Regions from separate parts of the Macaca mulatta genome. Here region 1 is linked to region 2. Evidence: chromatin contacts called from public Hi-C data. All regions are on one chromosome and are shown on one strand. The core of a region is the stretch at or near the end of the contact, and the rest is flanking DNA. Distances in the headings are between cores, read along the strand shown. Region 1 holds the start of LOC144334642. Region 2 holds the start of TLN1 (talin 1).

Region 1 (3,275 bases), core at 597-3,096, 89 kb after region 2:
TGTGTTCTTGGGCAACTGTGCCTCGGTTTCTGAATCTGTAAGATTGAGAGGATATTAATGGTGTTTACTTCAAAAAAAGGTGGTTGTGAGGCAAAACGAGTTACCATTTGTAAAGCACTTAGACAATAAATGCTCAACAATGCTACACATTATTAAAATAAGAGAAATATAGGCTCCTCTATGGAAGCTCACAGGTGAAGTGACTTCTAGGTAGAGACATGACACATAGTAGGAATCTGCCAGGAGAGGCAAAGGACAGAAAATGCTTCAAGGCAGAGGGAACCACAGGCAAAGGAGAGGCTTATTCAGAGGACCTGGCAGAAGTGCATTAGGCACAGCCGGAGGGTAGAGTGAGATGGGGGCAATGGTAAGATGAGGCTGGAGGAGCAGACAGAGCCAGACCACACTGCGCCCGTAAGTCATGCCAAGGAGCTTGGGCTTTATCCTGCAGGGGAGGTGAAAGGGAGTCACTGAAGGTTTTAAGCGAGGGATGAACACAGTGAGCTAAAGGCTCTAACTGCAGTGGTTGCTGTGCTGAGCTAGTGGTCAGCAGTCTGGAGTCAGGCAGCATCTTTCAGAGGCTGTTGCAAGATTTAAGCGAGAGGGGATAGTGGCAGTGGCGGTGGGGATGCAGAAGAGGGATGGATTACAAAGAGATGTTTAGGGTTTTAAAAAAAAGCCCCACCTATCACATCTTCCAGCTTTCTGGTTAGAGCCTGTAACATCTGCCAACCCAAATCCTCATTATAATAATACAGCATAGCTCCAAGTTGGTTTCAGCTCTTCACCTTCCTCACCTGGCAATCTCTCTCTCTCTCTCTCTCTCTCTCACACACACACACACACACACACACACACACACACACACCCTCCACCCCTTAAGCCCATCTGTGATCCATCTCTCTAGCAAAAGCTCCAACCTGTTAAACCTTTTCTAGGCTATTTCAAGGTCTAGGCCATCTCCCCAGGGCCTCTGTAGAGGCCGGACGCGCTTGACAGATCTTTCTGAGGCTTGAGGGGCTGAAGAAAGGAGAAGCTGAGGCTTTCACTTCCAAGCTTCTCTTCTTCCCACTTGGAGTGCCACAGGAAGCCACAGAGGAGGAAGCCGTGCGCCTGATTCCGTCCTGGTGATCCCAATTTGAAGGGGAACACCCTTCCCTAAAGCCCACGCCCCTACACACGCCACAAATGCCCCTGGGTCCCCGGACCTCTGAGGACCCCATCCTGGGCCTCCCCAAGAGAGGCCCAGGTCGCGGTTAAGGGCAGATAGCTGGGCCTGCGGGGGAAGGAGGGAGGCTTCGGGGGCGGACACCGGATGCGGGGAACCACCGGCAGCGTGATGTGGGGTTCTGAGGGCTGCGGTGCTTCTGAAGATGGCTCAGCGTCGCGCCAGGTGGACGTGAGAGCTTTACTCTGGAGGAGGCGGGGGTTGGGGTCCCGGCTACCCACCCGGACAAGCCAAGGGCTCAAACGCCCCCAACCCAGCCCACAGATATCGCCGAAGCCGGCCCAGACCCACCCGGCTCGCTGCCTCCGCCCGCTTAGGACTGAGCCCGCAGCGCCGCCGCCTGGTAAGGGGCGGAGTTGCCAACCACATCTGCGCAGGCGGGATGCAGCCTGGCCCGCGGCATCCTGGGAGTTGTAGTCCTGACGCTTCGGGGCCGCCCCAGCGTCTGGTCCCTGACGGCGCGCAGTGAGGACCCCGCGGCTCCCCCCGCAGTCGCCTCCCAAGTTCGCGGAACGCAGCTGACCGACTCCCTCTGGACTAGGTGACATGACTGCTCCCAAGCAGTCGTCTGTAAACTGAGTTTCTGTAAAACATTTTGTTTTATTTTATTTTATTTTTATTTTTTATTTTTTATTTTTTTTTGAGACGGAGTCTTGCTCTGTCACCCAGGCTGGAGTGCAGTGGCGCGATCTCGGCTCACTACAAGCTCCGCCTCCCGGGTTCACGCCATTCTCCTGCCTCAGCCTCCCGAGTGGCTGGGACTACAGGCGCCCGCTACCACTCCCGGCTAATTTTTTTTTTTTTGGTATTTTTAGTAGAGACGGGGTTTTACCGTGTTAGCCAGGATGGTCTTGATCTCCTGACCTTGTGATCCGCCCGTCTCGGCCTCCCAAAGTGCTGGGATTACAGGCTTGAGCCACCGCGCCCGGCCCATTTTATTTTTCATGTGTGATTGTAGCGGGGTACGATTTGAACTTTTTGTTTTCCGTCCCTTAGCCCGGGTCCACTGTCTTCTCTCTCCTGTACCGTCCGTTTTCTTACCTTCTTACCTCATCTCCATCACCGAGGCCCTCAGCCCTGAACACTTGGACTGGGCAGCTTCTCTATTGATTCCTGAACCTGGAATTTAAGACACCTTCCGAGGGCCCCCCTCGCCACACCCTCTAGTTGATCAACTCACAAATACCTGTGATTTCTCTCTCCGTCTCCTTGGCCAGGTACTTCCCTAGTGGACTCCTTTCCCTCACTGGTGTAGCATTCCAGCCAGAAGGAGTGCCTGTCCCCCAGCGCCCCATTCCCAGGGACAGACCCTCATGGGGAGCCCCTAGGGCCCCAGCTGCCCCCACTCTTTCTTAAAGCCCAGCTAGGAGGATAGGGACACACTGAAAACGGAAGAGGAAGGGTCTCCGGGACAGTCAAAGGTTCAACAGCAGGAAGTTCTTTTTTTCTTTTTCCTTTTTTTTTTTGAAACGAAGTCTTGCTCTTGTCGCCCAGGCTGGAGTGCAATGGCAGGATCTCTGCTCACTGCAATCTCCGCCTCCTAGGTTCTAGCGATTGTCCTGCCTCAGCCTCCTGAGTAGCTGGGAATACAGGCGCCCACCAACACGCCCGGCTAATTATTTTTGTATTTTTAGTAGAGACGGGGTTTAGCCATGTTGGCCAGGCTGGTGAACTCCTGACCTCAGGTGATCCGCGCACCTAGCCCTCCCAGAGTGCTGGGATTACAGGCATGAGGCACCGCTCCCACCCGCCCGGCCAGGAAGTTAAGAATTTACTTCTAGGTGGGGAGGGTCTTTGGAAGCCAGCCGGCCAGGGCCCCTCCATCTTTGGCTCTGCTCTGCGGTCTCTCAAAGATGGGTTTAAACTTCCAGCTTGGTTTTATTACAAGGAGGGAAACAGAGCTGGGATGTGGAGAAAGACCAAGTCTTCTTTAATTCTTAATTTTTATGGATACATAGTAGGTGTATGTATTTTTTTTTTTTTTTTTGAGACGGAGTCTTGCTCTGTCACCCAGGCTGGAGTGCTGTGGCCAGATCTCCGCTCACTG
Region 2 (3,349 bases), core at 468-2,967:
GCTTAAAACTGGAAACTAAGGATTTTGCATTTATTCATGTACTGCTTAGTCCAATCGTGTTGAACTCTCTAAACAGTTCTACCATTCAGCAAGAGGTGGATTACTATGAAGCCAATGAAGTGTCAAGGCCCTTCACTTACACAGTCCTTTCCAAGGCCCAATACTAATGTTGCACTGATAATTTTGAGGGTTTTTTTTGTTTGTTTTTTAACAGAACACCAAAATTTGTGTAAGCCCAACGAAAATGAGGATCTGCCTTGCATCTAGCATATTGGGTACCTGCCTCAACTTCCTATTAGCAATAAATCTGCTAAGTTTCTCACCTCAATCCTTTTTTAAAGTTATTGATATAAAGTTAACAGAATTGGCCTACTTGAGACTTTTAATCCCTTTTCAGCCTTTGCTCAACTAACGAGAGTCTTACCTTAGTGAGAGGAAGTGTCTCAGGCAGAATAAGCCCCTCCTTCTCCAATAGACTCTTCTCCTCATCTGTCAGTACCAGCCTAACAATATCCTAGGGTAACCAGAAAGTGGGCGGCAGTTGCATGGGGATGTCACAGAGGAATGGGGAATCCTGCCCCCACCTGAGGAATGTGAGAGTAATCATCCTGAAAATCAAGTCAAGTACCTGCTCTGCCAGCTCCTCCATATGCTGTGGAGTCATCTGGGTCCCCTCTTTTCTACAGCTCTCACTCTCTGCAAAAGGGAACGTATGAATAGCCAGGCCCATGAACCCTGTCCTCCCCCCAAACTTATTTCAGACTCACCTAGATCCATAGAGACAGGTTCTCGTGGGAGGGAGTAGGTGTGGTCATGGTGGACAAGGCAGGGGTTGGAGTTGCTGAGAACGTTCAACGACGACGCTGGGGGACTCAGCAGGGAGCTCAGCAAATCATCTACCTCCCAGTCGCTCGGTACCTGCGCAGGGTTCCAGTGAACAGGCCTTGACCTATCACCATCCCCTGACCTCATGGACATCCCACGCTTTCCCCAGTCAGAACCCCAACGCACCTCAGAAAGCGGCAGCTCCCAGTCCAGTGGGGCCCTCACGGACTCATCGGGCGCCGTCCTCAAATCTCCACTTTCCTCTAGCAGGAAGCCCAGTAGGTCTTGGTCACCAGCGTCCAATTCCAGCTCCATTTGGGACAACTACGGAAAGGGTGGGCTACCGGGCCCCAACGTCCGAAGCCCAGACACGAGCCCCAGGCCAGCTGTAGGCCTCGGGCACCTATCCACTGTCCCTCTACGGCCGGGCTTCCCGGCCGGGGGCTTTCCGTAGCCCTCTCCGGACCCGCCTCCCAGGCTCAATTCTCCTCAGCCTCCAACGCAGCGAAAGTGACGCACCCCACCCCGTGGCACTGTGGGACTTGGAGTTCCCTCCAACTGAGAAGAGGCCTGGGTGCCGCGCCACGTCCCAGGGGCTATGCAAATGTAGGGGACGGCCCTGCTGCCGCCTCGCACCCCGAGGGCGGGGGTTCCGGGGCTCCGGCTCCGCCTTCTCCCCCAAGCTAGAAAAAGGAAGAGTTCTGGCCTGAAAGGGAACTCGGGCGTCGTCTTGGCGTTCTCTCCGGATTGCGCCGCACCCTCGCTTCCTGCCAGGGAGGGGCTGCCGGCCTTTGGCGGCCCCCGAGCATCGAGAACGCGGCCAGAGCAGCTTCCTGCCTGCCCCCCGCGACCATAGAGCGCTGCCCCAGGGCGCCGCCCGCGGGTGGGGGACGTTCCCAGGACGGAAGTGGCCGAGAGAGTGTCGAAGGGAGGGCGAGGCCGGAGCCCGAGGGCGACCCGAGAAGCGGCAGGGCAGCGGGCCGGCGGGCCGGCAGGCGGGGCGCAGAGCCGGGCAGCGCAGGTAGGCCAGACCGGGCCGGGCGGGGGCCTTAGGGTGGGGCCGCGGAGCCTGGCCCCGGGGGCGGGCGGGGCCCTGCCTCTCCTGCGTGTCCGGTTCGGGTCCTGTTAGTTGGAGAGGTCAGCGTCCAGCGCATCTCAACTTGGGCTCATCGTGAAGTAGGCCGTCTTAGGGGAGACAGGCCTCTCCTGGGGGCAGTCCTCTGCCTGGGATAGGCTTTGGGGAGCGTGAGGAGTCGGGTAGCAGCGGGGCGCAGGACGGGGACGGGCTTTGGTGTTAGCTGATAGCGGCCATGTGGGTAGGAAAGCTTTGGGTGAGTTGGGGATTAGGTGGGGTCCGTTTAGGAATCAAGGGTCGCTATAGGAGTTAAAAGCTGGGGTTAAAACTTAAGAGTTAGTAGTGTGAGTCAGGTCCGTTTTAGGTAGGTAAGGTTTAGATTAAGGTCATTATTTTGTTTGCTGGGATGGCCATCATACGTCATAATTTGAGTTCAGGGTCGGGTTAAGGGTCAACAACAGGAATCAGGTTAGAGCCTGTTTGAGGGATTAAAGAATGTTGACATGGTCGGTATTAAGGATAAACAGTGAAAGCGTGAGTTAGGAATCAAGTTACAAATGAACTTTAGGCTTAGGGGTCAACATTTAGGGTTAACATCAGGCGATTTGGTGCTAAAGGTAAAACTTAGATCAGTATCAGGGATCAGGGATTGGATATGAGTCTCTGCTGGGAAAGGGATGAATGTCCAAGCCGGTAGTGGGAATCAGGAAACAAATTAGAGGTGGGGTTAATGTTAGGAATTTGGGGCAACTTTAGGGGTTGTAATTGAGGCTAGCATAGTTGGCCTTGAGCAGATGAAATTTAAGAGGTTGGCAGTAGGTAAATGCCCTTCTTTTGTAGGGAAGTCCTTTATTCCTGTGTAGTTACAGGGGCTTCTTTTCACCCAGAGAGATAACAAACTAATTTCAGGCTAGTGTTCTGGCTTATTGCAGGCATCTGGGATTCCAGCATCTTTATTCCATTCTCTAAGCCTAAGGCCCTTGCTGTGGCCACCACAGTTAGGGGACAGAGATTCTGGACTATGTTGTTTACATACAACATAGGTGGGAAATAGGGACCCAGGATGTACAAGGCCTAGTCACAAGTTGGAGACTGCCTAGGGAAGAAGGAGCTGTTGACTATGGGGGAAGCTGACCAAGGAATCACTGTTGCCACGGGAGAAGGAAATAACTGAATCCCCTGAAAGTTTAGCTTTGCTGTCTCCCACTTCACTTGTTCTCTAGGTATTAAGGCCTCCTCTCCAACTCTCATCCCTGACTCTGCATTTCACATCCATCCTGACTATCCCCTTACAAAATACTTCCCTTGCCTTTAACTGTCCCATGCTCATCTTATCATCCGTTCCCATCCTCAGTTCTACCTCCCTCACCAACCCTTAATCCGCACATCCTACCTGAATTTAGCCTCATCATAACCTGAGCTTTCCCATCATTTTAAATTACTCTCCTA

What was found. A called contact is a pair of places that touch in the nucleus more often than the background predicts.
Region 1: a contact with region 2 is called in a Hi-C map of fetal cortex germinal zone, with 2.9 times the contacts expected there. The contact joins the promoter of LOC144334642 here to the promoter of TLN1 in region 2. A contact is called at or near these places in 2 of 14 Hi-C or Micro-C datasets (CD4 T cells and fetal cortex germinal zone).

Annotation. Positions count from the first base shown.
Region 1 is chr15:64,051,743-64,055,017 of T2T-MMU8v2.0, forward strand. It overlaps LOC144334642, which reads right to left and starts at 1,847. Exons shown (of 3, transcript XM_077965954.1): 1 at 1,450-1,847; 2 at 1-35. The coding sequence starts at 1,776.
Region 2 is chr15:63,963,212-63,966,560 of T2T-MMU8v2.0, forward strand. TLN1 (talin 1) reads left to right here and starts at 1,718. Exons shown (of 58, transcript XM_077965731.1): 1 at 1,718-1,846. CREB3 (cAMP responsive element binding protein 3) reads right to left here and starts at 1,520. Exons shown (of 9, transcript NM_001265647.1): 1 at 1,012-1,520; 2 at 768-918; 3 at 629-696; 4 at 425-514. The coding sequence starts at 1,140.